2 separate regions of the Pan troglodytes genome follow, and region 2 is linked to region 1. Evidence: chromatin contacts called from public HiChIP or PLAC-seq data. All regions are on one chromosome and are shown on one strand. Each heading gives the region's core, a stretch centred on a gene start, on an enhancer-like site or on the middle of the called end of the contact. The rest is flanking DNA. Distances are from core to core; before and after follow the strand shown. Region 1 holds the start of PRMT5 (protein arginine methyltransferase 5). Region 2 holds the start of CDH24 (cadherin 24).

Region 1 (4,202 bases), core at 446-2,945:
GGCCTTCATGGTGCATTTTTTAAATGCTTTGGTTTTTCCGACTTTCCTTTCCTCCTCCCCCCGCCCCGACATTATTTTGCTCTTGTTGCCCAGGCTGGAGTGCAGTGGCGTGATCTTGGCTCACTGCAACCTCCGCCTGCCGGGTTCAAGCAGTTCTCCTGCTTCAGCCTCCCGAGTAGCTGGCCGAGTAGCTGGGATTACAGGCGCCTGCTACCACGTTTAGTAGAGACGGGGGTTTTTCATGTTGGCCAGGCTGGTCTCGAACTCCTGACCTCAGGAGATCCACCCGCCTCCGCTTTCCAAAGTGCTGGGATTACAGGCGTGAGCCACCGCGCCCGGCCGGTTTTCCGGCTTTCATTCTTTTGGGGCACTTGCATTGCACCCAGGGTTCCCCAGAACTTATCCTACCCCACACCCTTTTCGTATTTCCTATGGCTCTGTCCCCAACGAGCTATGGTGATCTCAGTCGCATGGCCTCAATTCTTTTCTTCTGGCGACCTCCATCCAACTTTCTATTACACAGCGCCCCCTAGACGTTCAATTCAGCATGACCAAACCCAAACCCTGATTTCCCAAACCCTCTTTTCGCATTTCTTGCTCACTGCATGGACAGAATCCTAGGCATCACCCCCTACTTTGCTTTCTCAGGACTCCTTGCCAGTCGGTCCCTAAGTTCTGCCAGCGGCGCCTGCGTGGGGTCTCTTGTACCGTGTTCTCCTCTCCATCCTTGCTGCCGAGCCCTCAACACCAGTGGGCCCCCTGCCTTCTGGAGTTCCCATTTCCCTCCCTATGTCTTTCCTTGCTTCCTTCCTTTCCATCTCTAGCAGCTAATGACATGAGAAAATGTAGATTCTCTCTGGCCTCCATGCCAACCAATTTCATGACTGCTGCCCACTGTAATTAATGAATTCCTTTTCTCTATCTTGAGGTGTGTGTGTGTGTTTAGGCGTTTATTTACACCTTTTGTGTTTGAAACACAAAACACTACTTCCTAGAATCACTAGGAAGTAGTAGCTGAGTTAGCAGTTTATTTTAATATGTAACATAGTAAGGTGACAAAGCTCATTTTAATAGCACCAGCCATTAACCCAGTTTTCTCAGTGTTCATATGGACGTAAATAATGACACAAGAAAAACACTTTTGAGGGTAGTTACGGGAAAAGCTGACATTACATGGCTGCATAACCCAACCGACTCAGGACCTGATAATGAAAGCGTGAAGATAATAAAGCATCAAACTGCGAAAGGAAAGGAAAATTACAAAATGCTCACGCAGCGAAGCTGCGAGAAGCCCCACCGAGCCAGCCAGGAGTCGAACCTGGAATCTTCTGATCCGTAGTCAGACGCGTTATCCATTGCGCCACTGGCCCCGAGATAGCATTGTTTTTCTCCGTGATGATACTTCAAGGTTATACTGCAGGGTTTCATGGGAGGTGTAGTCTCTCAACGGAGTTCTGCAGATGTACTAAGCATTCTGGGAGATTGAAGTTCGTCAGGAACCAGACCCTGAGATTGGTGGATCCATGCCGTACGCCACTGTGCAGCCCGCGGATTGGCAGGAAAAGCCACTCCCCATCCCTCCTGTTCGGGAGCTGTGGCAGACGCTCTGGTTGTTAAGGCGACTCGTCCCGCCTTCTGGGGCACTAGTTTGACTTTGTGATTGGCTACTAGTATCAAGGAATCCCGGCGTGGACAGCGCGAGGAGAAAGATGGCGGCGATGGCGGTCGGGGGTGCTGGTGGGAGCCGCGTGTCCAGCGGGAGGGACCTGAATTGCGTCCCCGAAATAGCTGACACACTAGGGGCTGTGGCCAAGCAGGGGTGAGGGCCGGACCTCCACGAGCGGAATGCGGGGTCCGAACTCGGGGACGGAGAAGGGCAGACTAGTCATCCCGGAGAAGCAGGGGTGAGGGGGTCGGCTAGGATGAGGAGGGGAGAGACTATTACTCTTTGGAGGGGAGGAGCCTCGGACCCAGTAACGTGAGGAAAATAACTTGTGGGAGGCCTGTGGTCACTGAGTCCCAAAGTTGGGAGAGTTGTTGGGTAAACTCTAAAGGGCCCTGGAGGTCGCGATTATTGTCTGGGAGTGGGAGGAGGTGTTAGGGGGCAAGGGAGAGAAGAGGCTAATCTTGACGGGGGAGGCATGGGCAGAACTGGGGCAAATCTGGATGTGATGGTCTTGGAAACATAGTGACACCTGAGGAGAAAAAAATTCTACTTGTGGATATCCATCATTTTCTCCTTACTCATATGTCCCATGGCTGTGTTTTAGGGAGAAATTGAGGCACAGTACAGCAGAGTTGATATCCCCCAAGGTGGTCTGAACTCAGCAGCCTAGTAGGCTGAACTGATGGCAGCTGAAAGGGCTGTGCAAAATCAAAATAGCCTAAATCCAGTTGCTTGGCTCTCTGGCACTGCTGCTCTCTTTACATGATTCTGGGTCTGTCGCGGTTGTAGGTTTGATTTCCTCTGCATGCCTGTCTTCCATCCGCGTTTCAAGAGGGAGTTCATTCAGGAACCTGCTAAGAATCGGCCCGGTCCCCAGACACGATCAGACCTACTGCTGTCAGGAAGGGGTAGGGACCATCCCATATGCCCCTTAATTATTAGAGGCAACAACAACTTCTGCTTTATCGGGGCCCTCATTCTCCTCCTTTTCTGACTTGGATATATTTGTTAGTCCCTGGGATATAGATAACTTGTTTTCTCCTTGCTTCTCTATTCTGCATCAGGCTATCCCATGTCTATGTAGAAAAAACCTTTGTCTCTCATTTCTACTCTTGATTCCCAAAACTAAAAATTGAACAAGTAAAGTGCTGAACCTTATTCAGTATTTGTCTTTCTTGGGTGGGGGAGTGCAGACTGGAATACGCTAATTGTGGGAAAGCTTTCTCCATGGATTCGTCCAGACTCAAAAGTGGAGAAGATTCGCAGGAACTCCGAGGCGGTAAGACTGTTTGACTTCTCTGCTGGATTTTTCTAACCAAGCTGGGTGGGGAGAGTGGTCCCCTCCCATCCCCAATAACTTGGTAAATTAACTGATAGAATGAAATTAAAGCTATTAGGCTGGGTGCTGTGGTGCACACCTATAATCCTAGCACTTTGGGAGGCTGAGGCTGTAGGATCACTGGAGCTCGGGATTTCGAGACCAGCCTGGGCAGCGTAGTGAAACCCCATCTCTATAAAATATACAAAAATTAGCCAGGCATGGTGGTGCATGCCTGTGGTCCCAGCTACTCAGGAGGCTGAGGAGGGAGGATCAGTTGAGCTTGGGAAGGTCAAGGCTGCAGTGAGTGGAGACTGTGCCACTGCACTCCAGCCTGGGTGACAGAGTGAGACTTTGTCTCAAAAAAAAAAAAAAAAAAAAAAGCTGTTTGCTTGTTAGCTCAAACTTTTCCTCTTCATCTCCGTTCCAGGCCATGTTACAGGAGCTGAATTTTGGTGCATATTTGGGTCTTCCAGCTTTCCTGCTGCCCCTTAATCAGGAAGATAACACCAACCTGGCCAGAGTTTTGACCAACCACATCCACACTGGCCATCACTCTTCCATGGTATAGCTGAGGGGCTCCTTTCCTGCTGCATATCATAGTAGTCAGATTGTGCTAAGTACCTTCTTGTGCCTAGCCATTCAGTGAAGGGTGTGTTTGGCAGAATTGAAGTATCAGTATTGGCGGGCACAGTGGGTCATGCCTGTTATCCCAGCACTTTGGGAGGCTGAGGTGGGCAGATCACTGAGCTCAGGAGTTCGAGACCAGCTTGGGCAGCGTGGTGAAACCCTGTCTGTATAAAAACCAAAACAAAAAAACACAAATTAGCTAGGTGGGGTGTCACACGCCTGTAGTCCCAGCTACTTGGGAAGCTGAGGTGGGAGGATGACTTGAACCTGTGAGGCGGAGGTTGCAGTTAGCTGAGATTGCACCACTGTACTCCAGCCTGGGTGACAGAGCCAGACCTTGTCTCAAAAAAAAAAAAAAAAAAGGTCAGTATTGCGCACCTCTCCATCTAAAAGTGGTATGAAGAGAGTTTCAAAACATGTAAATGTAATTATTTTGGAAACTTACGTAAGACAAGGCAGATATTTACATAAGGATCTATATATAAGGTACATGTTCACTTACAAAATTACAAATTGGGAAAAGCATATAAAGGGATTAACGAGGTCTGGATGAAGTTTTTTTTTATTGAGGGAAACTTTCTGGACCCA
Region 2 (4,209 bases), core at 846-3,345, 130 kb before region 1:
GCTCTAAGAAAGACAGGATGCAGTTGTTGAGCCCCCAACCCCTTCCTGTTTAACTGAAAAGCTGACCCTGAGCTAGGAGGCAGGGTCCAGGCACAAATGGAGGCTGTGACCAGGACTGAGCTGCCTATTCTCTGCCTTTCCTACCTGGCTACAGATCGTTCAGAAAGAGGCAGAGCGGGCCGAACGGGCCAAGGAGCGGGAGAAGCGGCGAAAGGAGCAAGAAGAAGAAGAGCAAAAGGAGCGGGAGAAGGAAGCCGAGCGGGAACGGAACCGACAGCTGGAGCGAGAGAAACGTCGGGAGCACAGTCGGGAGAGGGACAGGGAGAGAGAGAGAGAAAGGGAGCGGGACAGGGGGGATCGAGATCGGGATAGGGAAAGGGACCGAGAACGAGGCAGGGAAAGGGATCGCAGGGACACCAAGCGCCACAGCAGAAGCCGGAGTCGGAGCACACCTGTGCGGGACCGGGGTGGGCGCCGCTAGGTGGGAAAACACTAGAGCTGCAGGTACCAGCCACTCGGCCCCAGGGGGTTATGGCCACAGAGGGATAGGCACAGTCTCCACCACCCTGGAGCCAAGGGTCTTTCACATCACCTATCCCTACATACATACCAAATGGAAAAGTGGCCATCCTTTTCCCCCCAAACACACCCCCTTAACCTATCTCTTGGGACTTAGCCCGACCCTCCCTCTCATTTCCCATTAAGTCTGAGAGGCAAGAGCTAGGTTAGGCAAGGAGGTGGTTGGCCAGAGATGGGGAACAGCCAGGTGCCCCAGTCCTCTGATTTTTCCTCCATCCTGCTTACCACCTCCCTGGGTACTTACAGCCTTCTCTTGGGAACAGCCGGGGCCAGGACTGGGTCACCTATGAGCTGAATCAGCATCTCCTCCTGAGTCCCAGGGCCCCTGCAGTTCCCAGTCTCTTCTGTCCTGCAGCCCTTGCCTCTTTCCCACAGGTTCCACTTTCTATCCACCTTTTCCTTTTGTTCAATTTTTATTTTTATTTTTTTTATTATTAAATGATGTGGTCTATGGAAAAAAAAATAAAAATCTGACTTAGTTTTAAACTGTGTGAGTGGCTTTCGTTGGGCAGGTTAAGAAGCCACTGTGGATATCTGAGCGTGGACATCTGAGGATATCTGGGGTAGGAGTTGCTCTCATTCCATGTGTTCCTTTAGGCTGACTGCTTCCTGCTTATTGAACTTCCCAGGAAGTCTTTTATCCCCTGCCTTGGCCCTGACCAACCCAAAGCTGTGGACCTTCCTCATTCGGGAAGGCATGGAGCAACCTGTGTCCGTGGCGGCACCCCAGCAGGGCTAGGAGGGTGGGTCCTCTTCTGGTTCCTGGTCCTGTGCACGGTTAAATTAGGGATTTGGTCACCTGCCTGCCACCTTGGTGCCTCCCACAACTACCACCAGGGGGCGGCAGCTCCTCGCTCTGTTGGCCCTTGTAACCGAGCTTCCCAAGAAGGGCTCCACTGCCCGCCTCCGACCTCCCGCCGATGTCGTGCCTCTGTTCCCGAGCCGCTCCCTGGGCCCGGGCCTCGGACTCTCTGGACCCTTCTGCCGTCCTTAAGTGTCCCCCAGCTGACCTGCTACCGTGCTTTGCATGGGCTCTCAAAACGCTGCCGCCTCGCAGCTGGGATTCCATCCACACCAGTCCCAAAAGCCAGCCGGGAACCGGGAGCCCGGAGCCGGGTCTCTCCGCAGTGGGCTCCGAATTCCCCACCTCACCGCGCGCTCGCCCGTTTTCCGCTGCGGGCGGGGACTGGCAGCTTCGCGCTCCCGGGTGCACCCGCCCCGCCAGCTCTTCGGAAATGGCCTGGCGCCGTGGCCTGGACGTCCTCCCGCCCGAGTGCCCTGCCGGGCGCTGCGGGCCCGGTCCGGGAGGGGCGCCGCATCTGTATGCGCCCCGCAGCCCAGGAGCGCCGAAGGGGCGGACGCGCGGCACCGCCCCCGCCCCCGCCCCCGCCCCCGCCGCGCGGGCCCGGCTGGCCGGGGAGGGTCGGAGGCTGGGCTCTCCTCTCCCGCGCGGCGCGGAGCCGCCTCGCTCCTCCGCAGGCGGAGCCTTCTTCCCCCGCCCCCTCCGTCTCGCTCCCTTGTTCTCGCCGGGGCCGCTCAGACCTGCAGCGGAGCCGCGGCGCCCGCTCCAATCGGCTCGGGGCTGCGCCCCCGGGACCCGGCGACGGGGGCGGACGGGGGCGCTTCCCGCCGGCCTGGGCCCCTCGGCAGTGCCAGGTAAGGGCGCCTGCCCCGGAGCAGGGGTCGGGAATCCGCGGAGGGGTAGGAGGGGGCCCGCAGCCTGCGGGGGTCTTCGGAGGGGTGCGCTCCGTGGCTGGGAGCCCGCTGCCGGCTCCCTTCTCCCGCGCTCTGCCTCTTTCCCTTCTCCCCTCGCACCTCTCTCCCTCTTTCTTCTCTCGATTTCTCTTCACCCTTCCTTCTCTGCCTGTTTGCCTTCCTTATCCCTTCCCTCTGTCTCCCCAACCCTTCCCTCTCCCTCTTGTCCTTTTTCCATCTCCTCTCCCTCTTTGCCTTTTTCTTTCTCTACCTTTCTCCCCTTTCCTGTCTTTCTCTTTTCTCTTTCTTGCTCTCCTTTCCCTCCCTCTCCTCTCCCCTTCCTGCTATCCTGTTTCCCACTCCTCTATCCCCTTCCTTCTCGCCTCCTCATCCCGCCTTCTCTCTGGTCCCCAGCCTTCCTCCGGTTTCCCCCTTCCCTCGGGAGCAAAGGGACTGTCAGGTGTGTGTCTGCTCTGAGGGAGGAGGGGCAGAAGCCACAGCTACCTGAGGGGTCCTCCCCCCCGCCCCTAGGAGAAAGGAGAGCAGTGGGAAGGGTCTCCTCTCTAGCTCCCTTCCTGTGGCCCCTCCCTGCCTCCACCCCTCCTGTCTGCTCCTTCTCCCAGAATTAAGTTCCCGAGGCCTGGCTTGACACCCCCGAAGCTGAGGTCTGCCCCTGCCTGCCCGGAACTGCCCCGGGTGACCCGTTTCCAAGCCTGGCCCCTAGGACTCCTCTCTGCCTTCAGACACCCAGGCTGCTGCCCTGGTCTCTCTCATTCTGTCTCTTGCCACTGTTCTGTTTCTGTCTCTCATCCAGTCATTTCTCTGCCGGACAGTCCCTGAGTCAGTCTAGCCGTCAGTCATTATCTGTCTCTAGCCTCTGGGTGGACCTCTCTCCCCGGTCACCTCCCCCTGTCCCCCACCCTGTATCCTCTTCCTTCAGCTCTGGCTCCCAACTCCTGTCTCACGAGCCCAGTCCCCCTTCAAGGACTGCACTGGCAGCGTGGGCTGGAGACAGGGCCTGGAGAGTGGGGCTCCCCCTTGTGGGGAGGGACTTTCACAGACTCTCAGCCCTGCCTGAGGCTGCACTCCTTGTCATCTCATGCTGACCCTAGACACCTTAAGGCCACACCTCCATGAATCCCAACTCCGTAATTTTAAGCCCTTTCTCTGGTAGCCCCGCCTCCTCCAATACCTGGCTACGTGCCCAACCTGGGAGGACAGAGACCAGATTTGGGATTCCAAGCCCTCCCAGCATCCCCTCTCCTGTGTTCCTCCCCAGTTCTCTACTCAGAGTTGACTGACCAGAGATTTATCAGCTTGGAGGGCTGGAGGTGAATACATGCAGAGCCTGGGTGGAGGAAGGATCAGCCTCTCTGCTCTCTGTCTTAGTCTGAGTTCTGGGCAGTGGAGTGTCTGGTTCCTTGGAGGTCTGGTCTTCAGCATCTAATTTTGGGGGGAGGAGGGCTAGGGGTTTCCTTGAGCCTGAGCAGCTGCTTGTCCTGCAGGTGTGGATCCATGGGGTAGCCTCAACGCATCTGCCCCTCCACCCCAGCCAGCTCATGGGCCACGTGGCCTGGCCCAGCCTCAGCACCCAGGGCCAGTGAACAGAGCCCTGGCTGGAGTCCAAACATGTGGGGCCTGGTGAGGCTCCTGCTGGCCTGGCTGGGTGGCTGGGGCTGCATGGGGCGTCTGGCAGCCCCAGCCCGGGCCTGGGCAGGGTCCCGGGGACACCCAGGGCCTGCTCTGCTGCGGACTCGAAGGAGCTGGGTCTGGAACCAGTTCTTTGTCATTGAGGAATATGCTGGTCCAGAGCCTGTTCTCATTGGCAAGGTAAGGATGACCCCTCCCATGTCTACTCTGACACCAAGCCCTCAGGCCCTGCCCTGCAACTTCATCACTTCTGCAATGACCTTGGTCCCTCAGGACTCCCAACGC

Evidence for each region. HiChIP or PLAC-seq counts read pairs in DNA pulled down with a chosen protein or histone mark.
Region 2: an H3K4me3 HiChIP or PLAC-seq map of stem cell-derived excitatory neurons shows a contact between it and region 1, with 2.2 times the contacts expected there. The contact joins the promoter of CDH24 here to the promoter of PRMT5 in region 1. A contact is called at or near these places in 1 of 7 Hi-C or Micro-C datasets (stem cell-derived neural progenitor cells) and 1 of 1 datasets of contacts at active chromatin or transcription factors (stem cell-derived excitatory neurons).

What each region holds. Positions count from the first base shown.
Region 1 is chr15:21,294,513-21,298,714 of NHGRI_mPanTro3-v2.0_pri, reverse strand. It overlaps PRMT5 (protein arginine methyltransferase 5), which reads left to right and starts at 1,695. Exons shown (of 18, transcript NM_001280364.1): 1 at 1,695-1,819; 2 at 2,456-2,574; 3 at 2,860-2,945; 4 at 3,415-3,549. The coding sequence starts at 1,710. It overlaps TRNAR-ACG (transfer RNA arginine (anticodon ACG)), which reads right to left and starts at 1,370; the gene lies at 1,298-1,370. It overlaps LOC134808343 (a long non-coding RNA gene), which reads right to left and starts at 1,462. Exons shown (of 3, transcript XR_010151072.1): 1 at 1,319-1,462.
Region 2 is chr15:21,425,760-21,429,968 of NHGRI_mPanTro3-v2.0_pri, reverse strand. It overlaps CDH24 (cadherin 24), which reads left to right and starts at 2,095. Exons shown (of 12, transcript XM_016925878.4): 1 at 2,095-2,235; 2 at 3,780-4,104. The coding sequence starts at 3,904. ACIN1 (apoptotic chromatin condensation inducer 1) reads left to right here. Exons shown (of 19, transcript XM_016925873.4): 19 at 155-1,065. The coding sequence ends at 481.